2 separate regions of the Zea mays genome follow, and region 1 is linked to region 2. The links are chromatin contacts, called in public Hi-C maps. All regions are on one chromosome and are shown on one strand. The core of a region is the stretch at or near the end of the contact, and the rest is flanking DNA. Distances in the headings are between cores, read along the strand shown. Region 1 holds the start of LOC100194100 (ABC transporter G family member 24). Region 2 overlaps LOC103641501 (probable E3 ubiquitin-protein ligase HIP1).

Region 1 (5,637 bases), core at 2,907-5,406, 140 kb before region 2:
TAATGTCTTGGGCTTCAAAGAAACAAAACTCAGTAGCTCTTTCTACCACCGAAGCCGAGTACATTGCCGCAGGCCATTGCTGTGCGCAATTACTTTGGATGAGGCAAACCCTTAGGGACTATGGCTACAAATTGAGCAAAGTCCCTCTCCTATGTGATAATGAGAGTGCAATCCGCATGGCGGATAATCCCGTTGAACACAGTCGCACTAAGCACATAGACATTCGGTATCACTTTCTGAGGGATCACCAACAAAGGGGGGTATCGAGATTGCTTATGTTAGCACCAAAGAACAATTAGCCGATATCTTTACCAAACCATTAGATGAGAAAACCTTTAGCAAACTAAGGAATGAGCTAAATATACTTGATTCTCGGAATTTTGATTGAAACATTGCACACATAGCTCATTTGTATACCTTTGATCATATCTCTTTTATGTCTACGACTAATGTGTTTTCAAGTGTATTTCTATGCTAAGTCGTAGATTGAAAGGGAAATGGAGTCTTCCGCAAAGACAAGGCTTCCACTCCACTCTAACGGTATCATTTACCCTTCGCCGTCACTCCACATCACCCTCAAATTGGTATAATCTTTCAATCATATTTACTTGTACCATTGGGGGAGAAAATAAAAAGGGCTCACAAAGTCTTCGTTTTTGGCAATTAATGCCAAAGGGGGAGAAAGTATTAGCCCAAAGCAAAAGGACCGCACCACCACCTTTCGAAAATTTTTAATTGATAAATTTCAAATTGGTATGTTTACTTTCAATTGGTATATTTTCAAAACTAGCATCTCAATATATTTCCAATTGGTATCTATTAAAACCCTCTTGAAAACCAAGAGGACAATTTCATTCAGGGGGAGTTTTGTTTAGTCAAAGGAAAAGCATTTGAAACAGGGGGAGAAAATTTCAAATCTTGAAAATGCTTCTCGCAATCTTATTCATATACCTTTGACTATTTGCAAAAAGATTTTGAAAAATATTTTCAAAAAGAATTTGCAAAAACAAAACAAGTGGTGCAAGCGTGGTCCAAAATGTTAAATAAAAGAAATCAATCCATGCATATCTAGTGAAATCATTAATTGGTTTAATTACAAGTAACATATGCACTTACCTTATGCAAACTAGTTCAATTCCGTACTTACATATTTGCTTTGGTTTGTGTTGGCATCAATCACCAAAAAAAGGGGAGATTGAAAGGGAAATAGGGTTTAACCTTTTCTTATAAATAATTTTGGTGGTTGAATGCCCAACACAAATATTGGACTAACTAGTTTGCTCTAGATTATATATTCTACAGGTGCATATAGGTTCAACACAAACCAATAAAAGATCAAAGTTAGGGTTCAAATACAAAGGAGCAAAGGAACCGAGAGTGCCCTGGTCTGGCGCACCGGACTGTCCGGTGTGCCACCGGAGAGTGTCTGGTGCACCAGGACCGTACAGCGTCCAACTCTCCACTCTCGGGTTTCTGAGGGCGCGCTCCGCTATAATTCACCGGACTGTCCGGTGCACCAGCGGAGCAACGGCTCTTCGGCGCAACGATCGACTGCAAAAGCGCGGATCAGATGAACAGTGCGCGAACAATGCGCGCAGAAGTCAGAGCAGTCGTCAGAGGCGCACCGGACAGTGAACAGTGTCTGTCCGGTGCGGCACCGGACTGTCCGACGCCACTAGAAGACAAAGCCTCCAACGGTCAGAAGCTCCTAAACCCCAACGGTTGGGTGACGTGGCTGGCGCACCGGACAGTGTCCGGTGGCGCACCAGACTATCCGGTGCGCCCATCGACAGCAGCCATCCCCAATGGCTATGTGGTGGTTGAGGGCTATAAATACCCCCCAACCACCACCACTCCAAGCATCCAAGTTTCCAGCACTTCACATTCAATACAAGAGCTAGTGCATTCACTCCTAGACACAATTCAAAAGAATCAAAGCCTCTCCAAGTCCCAAATTCACTCCAAACACCTAGTGACTAGATAGAGTGTTTTGTTCGTGTTCTTTGCGCTCTTATTTCTTGGATCGCTTTCTTCTTCCTCATTCTTGTTCTCAAAGTGACTTGTAATCAAAGCAAGAAACACCAAGTGTGTGGTGGTCCTTGCGAGGTCTAAGTGACCCATTTGATTAAGGAGAAAGCTCACTCGGTCTAGGTGACCGTTTGAGAGAGGGAAAGGGTTGAAAGAGACCCGGTCTTTGTGACCACCTCAACGGGGACTAGATTCTTTGGAACCGAACCTCGGTAAAACAAATCATCGTGTTCATCCGCTTTACTTCTTGGTTGATTTGTTTTCCCCTCTCTTTCGGACTCGAATTTAATTCTAATGCTAACCCCGGCTTATAGTGTGTGCTTAAGTTTATAATTTTCAGATTCCGCCTATCCACCCCCCTCTAGGCGACTTTCACCTTGTTTACCCCTGAATCATTTGGGTAGTTATGTTATGGCTTTACATGGTTTTGGGTTAATATTTCATTATATCCATGTTCCAATTATTCTGTTATGTTATTTATGTTCATGTCAAGATCATTATATTATTTTAATTGGAACATGGAGCTTAACTTGAGAAACACGTGCCACCACAAGGGTGGAATGGGACGCACTTGGCTGACTAATTAGGAAAGCTAGTGGAAGACTACCTTACCCGAAAGGGGTAAGGGCAGTAGGATAGTTTCTTACAGGGAGGTTCTCGGGTTGATTTTGCTATGATGACGGTCAGACGAGGGATTCTTGCAAGTGCTCTTCCCATAACTGTAGCGGGTTTTCAGAAGCTAATGGAACTTTGTAAAGGTCTTGTAGTGGATTCCTAGCCATTCACCTCGGTAGTGTCTAAGGGTCTAGCTAACCCTGACGACATGGGATACACGACTTGTGGGTACAGAGTACAACCTCTGCAGAGTGTAAAACTGATATACTAGCCGAGCTCACGGTCAAGAGCAGCTCATGACTCTCGCATGATTAATTTTATGGAACTAAATTTAATTTGTCATTTGCATTGCATGTGATTATTTATTAACTTTGTTTTATTATTATTATTATTATTATTATTATTATTATTATTATTATTATTATTATTATTATTATTATTATTATGGTTTGGTATTTACTTACATTTAGTAACTGCTAATAAAATTTGACCAACTTATTAAAAGCAATGCTCAGCTTTAACCCCTATTGTTGATCAGCCTTACACTTCACATGAACTTCCGCATTTGAAGTGTTCATGCACATTATTCCTGTTCAGTGATGAACATGTGTGAGCTCACCCTTGCTGTCTCACACCCCCCTCACAGGAGAAGAACATGTGGTTCAAGAGGAGCCACACAACGGGGAGTTTGACTTGATTTAGGTGGCGTCTCTCAGTCGACTTTATGGCGTCAAAGATGGACTTTAGTTCGTTTTATATTTATAATTTATTTTGTAAAACTTCCGCTATATAATAAGTACTCTGATGATATTATGACATTTATCTATATACACTCTGTTATTATATGTGGTGTCTTCTTTGGCGCATATATAAGATGCACCCGACTTTATCCCTTAAAACCAGGTGTGACAGCCGCTTTTTCTCATTGGTTGTAGACTCAAGTGGTGGAAGGGGTGGGTGGGGGGCTGCAGCTGGGTGCGGTCTCCATGACCGTCGAAATCGCGTGGGGGGCATCATGAGCCGGGCATTGTCTCAGGCGGGCATGATGAGGGCGGGCTCTGCCATCGTGTCGTGGAGGCTAGGGTGGGGCACAACCTCGCCCATATGAACGGTTGCCCAGTAGAGATATATCATATGTCATGAGTAATCTTTTTGTTTGTTATAAATATTAGATAGACATAGCGGCGAGATATAGATAAAAGTCAGATAATGTACAAATAAAATAGGTGAGGGAGTAACAAGGCAAGAGGAAAGCAGTCAGGTTGGCCCATGTGGCAGGCAGTGGCAGTCCACGCGCCTAAAAAAAATTGAATGTACGGCTTCTTTTTTTTTCTACGCCCGATCATTTCTCTCTCTTCTTCCTGGTTCCTTCTCGTCCCGCCCGCGTGCGCGTTGAGCCCCGGCTGCATTGCATGTGTCGAGCTGAACACCACGCACGCCTGGACAAACAGAGGTGTACCAACGGAGCAGGAGTACTCAATCTATATACTACACTTTCACAAGCAGTACTATACTACTATAGACGTCGTCCTAGCTCGTTTCCCCGCTCGCCATCGCAATACGTTTCCACGCCGTCGCGCCCGCACCCGCCCAGCCCTTCCTCCTCACGTCACGAGCCACGCTTGCTGCCGTCTCGGCGCTCCTCCTCCGCCTCGGAATGCGGGATGCGAGGGCTCCGCAGTTCCAGAGGCGGGGCCAGGGCGGCGTCGGCGTCGTCCTCCTCCCGCTGATGCTCCTCCTCGCAGGCACCGCCAGCGGCCAGCAGCAGATCCAGCCGCCCCCGGTACCTCCGGCGGACCTGCCGGACGTGGAGAGGCGGCTCAACAACCTGACCGACCACGTCGCCACCACCATCTCCGACAAGTTCCGCTTCTGCGTCGCCGACCCGTAAGCTTCTCCCCGCTGCTTCTTGTTGGCCGGCCCGACAGTACAAAGTGTAGCTGCTCCTCTCTGATCCGTGTAGCTGCTCGTGATTGGTGGCGTGCACAGGAAGGAGGACTGGAACGAGGCGTTCAACTACACATCGGACCTCAGCTTCGTGGATCGCTGCCTTACCGAGACCCAAGGTACAGAGTAAACTGAAAAGGGCCTCCGTCCTTCATTCTGCCCCGTCGTCTTCGTCCCCGGCCCCTTCCTGCTTGCTGTTTGACCCATTACAGGACTTGAGCTTCCTGTGCTTGATTTCCTCTCTTCTCCTTTCTTTACTGCGTAGCGTAGAGTACGTTTCGCGTTGATTTAATAGTTTGTTTGTTTTCTTTCAAGTGTTTGTTTGCAATGCATGCTTTCATGTGATTTGAATCCGAGAATCTTGTCGGTAAAGATTATTGGGCAGAGCGAACAAAACTTTACTATTAAGTATGAATTTAGCTGGGGATAGGTGCCTGCCTAGGTTTTATTAACTTCTGAACGTGGACAAGGTCGTCCAAACGCTCCACTTCTCATGAGTACAAAAACCCAAGACTTTACACAAGACTTTGCATGAGTACAAAAACCCAAGACTTTCTCTTTCGCGCCATGTTGTGCTGTTCTTGTAGTCCCTGGATTTTCTGCTGTCCAATTGTGCATGTTTTAACTTCAAAGAAATCATCTTTATATCTGCCAGCCAAGTGGATAATGCAATTAAATGGATTGGTTGCAGCATATCAGCGACACTATTGTTTCTGTGACATGTGAGACCCCTACGTACCCTATAACAACCGTTTATTTCTGATTTGCAACTGCACAAATAAATTGTGTACAGTACAGTGGCTGAATACGACTACTTCGACACAGTTGGGTTTGACAAGCTCTACTAACCGTATGATGATCTCACCTTGTAACGTTTGTAATGTTTTGAAGATAGGCATTTTTTTACACATTCTTGTATCACCTGCCTTTATCAATTTTTTTATTTTACTCATCACATTAATCGAATTAGATGCTGATATATATTCAATTCTAGTGTATAAGTATTTTTTTTGGAAAACAAATATATTGCATCTAACGAATATATTG
Region 2 (5,144 bases), core at 1,424-3,923:
TTTCTTTCCCCAACTAAACTTTTTGTGGTATGTTCCTACACTATGTAGACCTACATGTACCATTTTGACACAACTATAAAGGTGTTTTCTTTAACTATTAGATTTAGTTCGTTTAATTAAGTTTCTTCGGAAAATTCACATTTGAACTGCAAGTCACTCGAAACATGGAAAACTGTGAATGCAAAAATGATATTCATGTTATTTAGCATAAGTTACGACCGATTTCAGGAACAGACCGGAATCTTCGAACACCATGTTCACTAAACATGACCGTGAACTTGCCATCAAATTGTTTAAAAATTATATAAAACACAAACGAAGTCATAAAATTATGAAACTTGTCCACATGTCATGATATCATATGTAGATAAAAATTTAAGAATGTTTCAAGAAAGTTGTGACGCAAAAATGATATTCATGTTATTTAGCACAAGTTACGACCAATTTCAGGAACAGACCGGAATCTTCGAGCACCATGCTTACTAAACATGACCGTAAACTTGAGAATATTTCAAGAATGTTTTAGGGTCATAGCACTCGACAGACAAGGGACATCTCGGCACCGGTAAAGCTTCTTTACCGAGTGCCCTGACCCTGGCACTCAAAAAAGAAACTGACAAAGGGCCCCACTGGTGGCCCCTTTGCTGAGTGTAGGCTGGCGGACACTCGGCAAAGAGGTAATCTCCTTGCCAAGTGTATTAGGTGACACTCGGCAAAGGCGTCGTCTCCTTTACCAGTCGCCGTGACGACGGCTTTTCTTTGCCAAGTAACTAGTGACACTCGGCAAAGTCTTTGTCGAGTGCCCGATAAAAAGTACTCGGCAAAGAAGTCGTTGCTGATGTACTGTTCGTCGAGCTCTCTTTACCGAGTGTCACACTCGGCAAAGACTTCGCTGAGTGTTTTCCAGGCTTTGCCGAGTGCCTCAAAGAGCCTGATTCTGGTAGTGCAGGCGGCACGTACCCGAAAGGCAGCCGGCAGGGCGGTGATGTGTGCCTTGCCGATGCGGTCCTGGCCGATGTGGTGATGTGCGCCTGGCCGACCGCTCGCCTGGACACTCGCCTATGCCTGGCTGCCCGCGACAACCGACCGCGTGCGATGGCTCCCGCCTGCTAAGATCTGCCGCCAAGATAAGTATGAGAGGGGGTAGATAAGGATAAAGTTGGGAGGCAACGCAAGAGCTCTTTTTTCAGTTGCATGCTTTTTTTTGAGACCGTAGGAGGGGCGAAGGTGTACCGTCCACTGATTTTTTTTTTTACCTCATCGCCACCGAAAATTGATCTGGTGTTTATCATGTATCCTTTATTCAAACATCATAGAAATATAGTCGTCTCCTTCCATCCTTACTTGACCAAACATATCCTAAGTAGCAGCAATTACCGCTAACATCGAGCAGCCGATGAAAGAACGAGTGATTGCCTAGCCAACTTGATCGTCGCGGAAATGGCACAAGATCATAGGTGCTCCACGCGCTGGACGCAACACGGTAGTGATCACCGGCATGGGCTTCTTCAGTGCCGGCCCTGGAGGGGGCGAGCAGGGCGGCCACCCTGGCCCCCGGTTCCAAGGGCCCCACTGCGGTATATCATATGCGTCCTTAGAGTATGAGTTTGATGTCTGGTGGTGCGATTCCGACGACGAAAACAAGACCAAACGGCGAATCAGTATATTGCATCATGATTTGCTAATTGGTGAAAGTTTGATTTTATTGACTATTTGTGAGTGCCACTTAATGGGTATAATTTTTAATTTATTTAATTTTGGTGTACCAAAAGAGCATCACCAAGAAGGATCTTAAATATGGTTATATTTTACAAGATAGGACTGTGATACCAAAACATTGCTCCAACATAGGTTCTATTTTACAAAAAAAACATTAAATAATTATAGGACTCTGTCTCTCGGATCCCAAATATAAAACCTTATTGTGGAGCTCTATCCTTATTTTGTATACTATTTTTAATTTTTTATTTCCTAAATAATTGATCTTTTCTAATAACATGATATGGGACTCAACTGTTGGTTTAAATTCACAATCATTTTTTAAAATTTGCAGCATATATATAATCATGAAATCTAGAAGGACCCTCAATTTGTATCTTGCTCCGGGCCCCTGATTTCTCAGTACCGCCGCTGGGCTTCTTCACCGACGCCTATGTCTCTTCTCCGATCTCCCTCGTCACCAAGCTCCTTGGCCGCATCTACTTGCTTCGACCCTCGGTTCGTTCCCGCCCAACGTCTCCGCCGCAACCAACGACGTCGCGTTCTGCGGCACGCTCGCCGGGCAGCTCTTCTTCGGCTAGCTCGGCGACAAGATGGACCACAAGGTGTACGGCGTGACGCTGATGCTCATGGTCTGCCTCGCATCCGGCCTCTTGTTCGGGTCCACACCCAAGGGCGCCATGGCCATGCTCTGCTTCTGCTTCTTGCTCGGTTTAGGCATCGGCGGCGACTACCTGCTGTCCGCGACCATCATGTTCATGTCCGAGTACGCCAACAAGTGGAGTAGTGGACGCGTGGCGCCTTCATCCCGGCCGATTTCGCCATACAGGGCTTCGGCAACCTCACCGGTGGCATCGTCTCCATTCATGTTCAGCACCGTGTCCCGGTGCTACTCGCCCAAACGGTCCACCCGGTTCGGTTCAGGCCCAGTGAAGCTCGACCTGTTTTGGGCGCGGTCCGTCAAGCACGGTTAGAAAACCGGGCCAGACCGTCTAAGCCCGTGGGTTCAATTTTCTGCCTGAGCCTAGCCCGCAGCAGGCTAATCGGGCCGAGCCGGTCCGTTTAGCACGGAGAAAACGGGCCGAAAAACGGCTAAGTGGTCCAGTAAGTACGTTTTAGTGAAAAAAAAACGGATTTAAAGGTAAACAGGTTATGTCGAGCTAGCCCACCGTGCTTAGTTTCATGTCCGAGTCTGGCCCACTTATTCATGCCAGGCTCGAATCAGACTTAAATAGTGGGCTTCGTGCCGAACTCATGGGCCTCATACTTATTGGCCATCTATAACTAGCACTGCCGCATGAAGATGCCCGAGACGGCACGGTACGACATGTCGCGTGTGCTCAACGTTGCCAAGGAGCAGCAAAAGGCGAGGAAGCGCTGCCGCGAGGAGTACGGGCTCTTGTCCTAGCAGTTCGCCAACCGGCATGGCCTGCACCTGCTGAGCACGAAGGTGTGCTGGTTCATGCGCTGGACATCACCTGGCGGTGGACGACGCCCGGTACAACGTTGGCTCCATCTCGTCATGAACGATTTCACCTTCTTCGCCAACTTCGGGCCCAGCTCCACCACCTTTACCATGCCAGCAGGGATCTTTGCTGAAAGGCGGCTGCAGACAAGTCTGTTGCCGGATGGAATGTCATCGGCTTCATATTCCCGTTCCTCGTGGCGGAGTCCAAGGGGTAGAGGAGATCTCCGGCGAGATCGAGGACAGCAGCACCTGCCAGCGCAACCAGCGGTGTGCCGACAGATTTGAATGAATAAACAAGGGTCCTACTTGTACTTCCGTAAAGCTGTGTATCAGGACCACTATTATTATATTTATGGAACAAGAAACGAGCACATTTCTGGGTACAAAATGATGCACCTTATGCTTACAGTGCACAGTAGACAATGGTTTCCTCCTGCTACGAAACGAGTTACACTACCAAGGAACCCAAGACCAAAGGGGTAAAATACAGAATCAAGGTGAAGGGACTACAACTTGCTAGCCTCACCCCCAAATCAAGCAATAAAAAAACACAGATGATTAGCGATTAATGATGATAGCAGGTATTGCTGATTGCCCAAGTAAATCGAATGTCATTCAATAAATTATAAATCCCAAATCTAGGTTTAAACAAAACAAGGATGAAACTCCGGGGTCTACAGCCATTGGCTTCAGGTAAGTGCCATGTACCACCTATAGTATAAATTCCCACATGTGTGTTGATAATGGGAAGGTGTAACATGCTTGTAACCAGTTGCTAGTCTTTGGGTGCATGGTGTGGTTAGATGACAACCACTTGCCCTTAGTGCCGGCTACCGGATTTTCCCTAGGGAGGGAAAATGCAGCCATGTCTTAGGCGTCCAGTGCTGTTTTCTTGCAGATTGGGCACACATTTTTTATAACCAGCCATTGTTTGATGCATGCGGTGTGGAAGTCGTGACCACAGTCCAGTCTGCCCAAGTCCTCGCCTTCCGCGTAGTCTTCCTGTAATGTTCAAGGTCAACAAAGTTCAGTAGTGCCAATGAGCTACCATTGATGTCTGGAATTACATCAGTAGAATCAATAAAGAGATTGGGAAAAAACAATAAACCCGTTCTAAGCAAGAGCACCAAACAAAACAAGAGATGCTCCCAAAACAATTATTATAGTAACGCCTAAACTTTGACAAGAGTATCGCAGCCACAGACATATAAAAGACAGGCTGCAACATGCAACCACACATCATCCCATTAACAATTAAAAAGAAAGACAGGCCAACGCTTCTGCGGACACTCAACACACAGCAGGGACCACCTTCCAAGCATGGTTATTAAAACGACGTTTAAACGTCATCAAAACGCTGTTAGGGCTGTTAAATGTTGGAATGTTTTAAAATTGGTCGTAAAACATCGTTTTATGACGTTTAAACGTAGTGTTTTAGCGTTTAAACGCTATTTGCAGTGGAACGTCGCGTCGTTTTATCCCTAGCCTGTGACATTTGGCCCGGCCCGGTCTTAGAAATTGAGCCCAACGGCCCATCTCAGTCTCTCGCCACTCCCAAAAGTCTGCTCAGTTTCCAGCCGTCGCAGCGCCTCCAGAGTCCAGAGTCCAGTACGCAAGGCCTACAGTCGTCGCCTGACGCCTGGTGCCTGGCCGCCATCGCCTGGTGCTCAGCCTCGTCGTCGGCTCAGCTCCACCTCACACTAGGGCAAGGTCTGCACAACGCACGCGCCGCTGGCTCAGGAAGCTCCGCCCTGACACACACGCCACCGGCTCAGGAAGCACGCGCCTGCACCGATCCGGGCCGACGGCCAACCGACGTATGCTGCTCGTCTGGTATGTGCCCCCAATGCTCCTCTGGTATGAGTCGTCTTCTGCTCCCGTAGTTCTCTGCAAGCTATGGCAACTTGACCTCTCATCCAGGTGTCCGTAATTCTCTGCTCCCATAGTTCTCAGCACA

The links. Hi-C and Micro-C count contacts between places; a contact is called where the count stands out from the background.
Region 1: a Hi-C map of tassel shows a contact between it and region 2, with 6 times the contacts expected there. The contact joins the promoter of LOC100194100 here to the enhancer-like site in region 2. A contact is called at or near these places in 2 of 25 Hi-C or Micro-C datasets (ear and tassel).

The regions. Positions count from the first base shown.
Region 1 is chr10:102,234,715-102,240,351 of Zm-B73-REFERENCE-NAM-5.0, reverse strand. It overlaps LOC100194100 (ABC transporter G family member 24), which reads left to right and starts at 4,156. Exons shown (of 13, transcript NM_001359393.1): 1 at 4,156-4,530; 2 at 4,633-4,709. The coding sequence starts at 4,301.
Region 2 is chr10:102,091,905-102,097,048 of Zm-B73-REFERENCE-NAM-5.0, reverse strand. LOC103641501 (probable E3 ubiquitin-protein ligase HIP1) reads right to left here. Exons shown (of 7, transcript XM_020545835.3): 7 at 3,729-4,189. The coding sequence ends at 4,058. It also overlaps the pseudogene LOC103642673. Among protein-coding and RNA genes, the nearest start is that of LOC103641501, 13 kb to the right of the region's middle. Within about 2 kb of position 2,673, at least 18 of the 20 cell types and tissues checked have an H3K27ac peak or open chromatin away from gene starts, as enhancers often do. A contact at or near this core is called in ear and tassel, where this site is marked.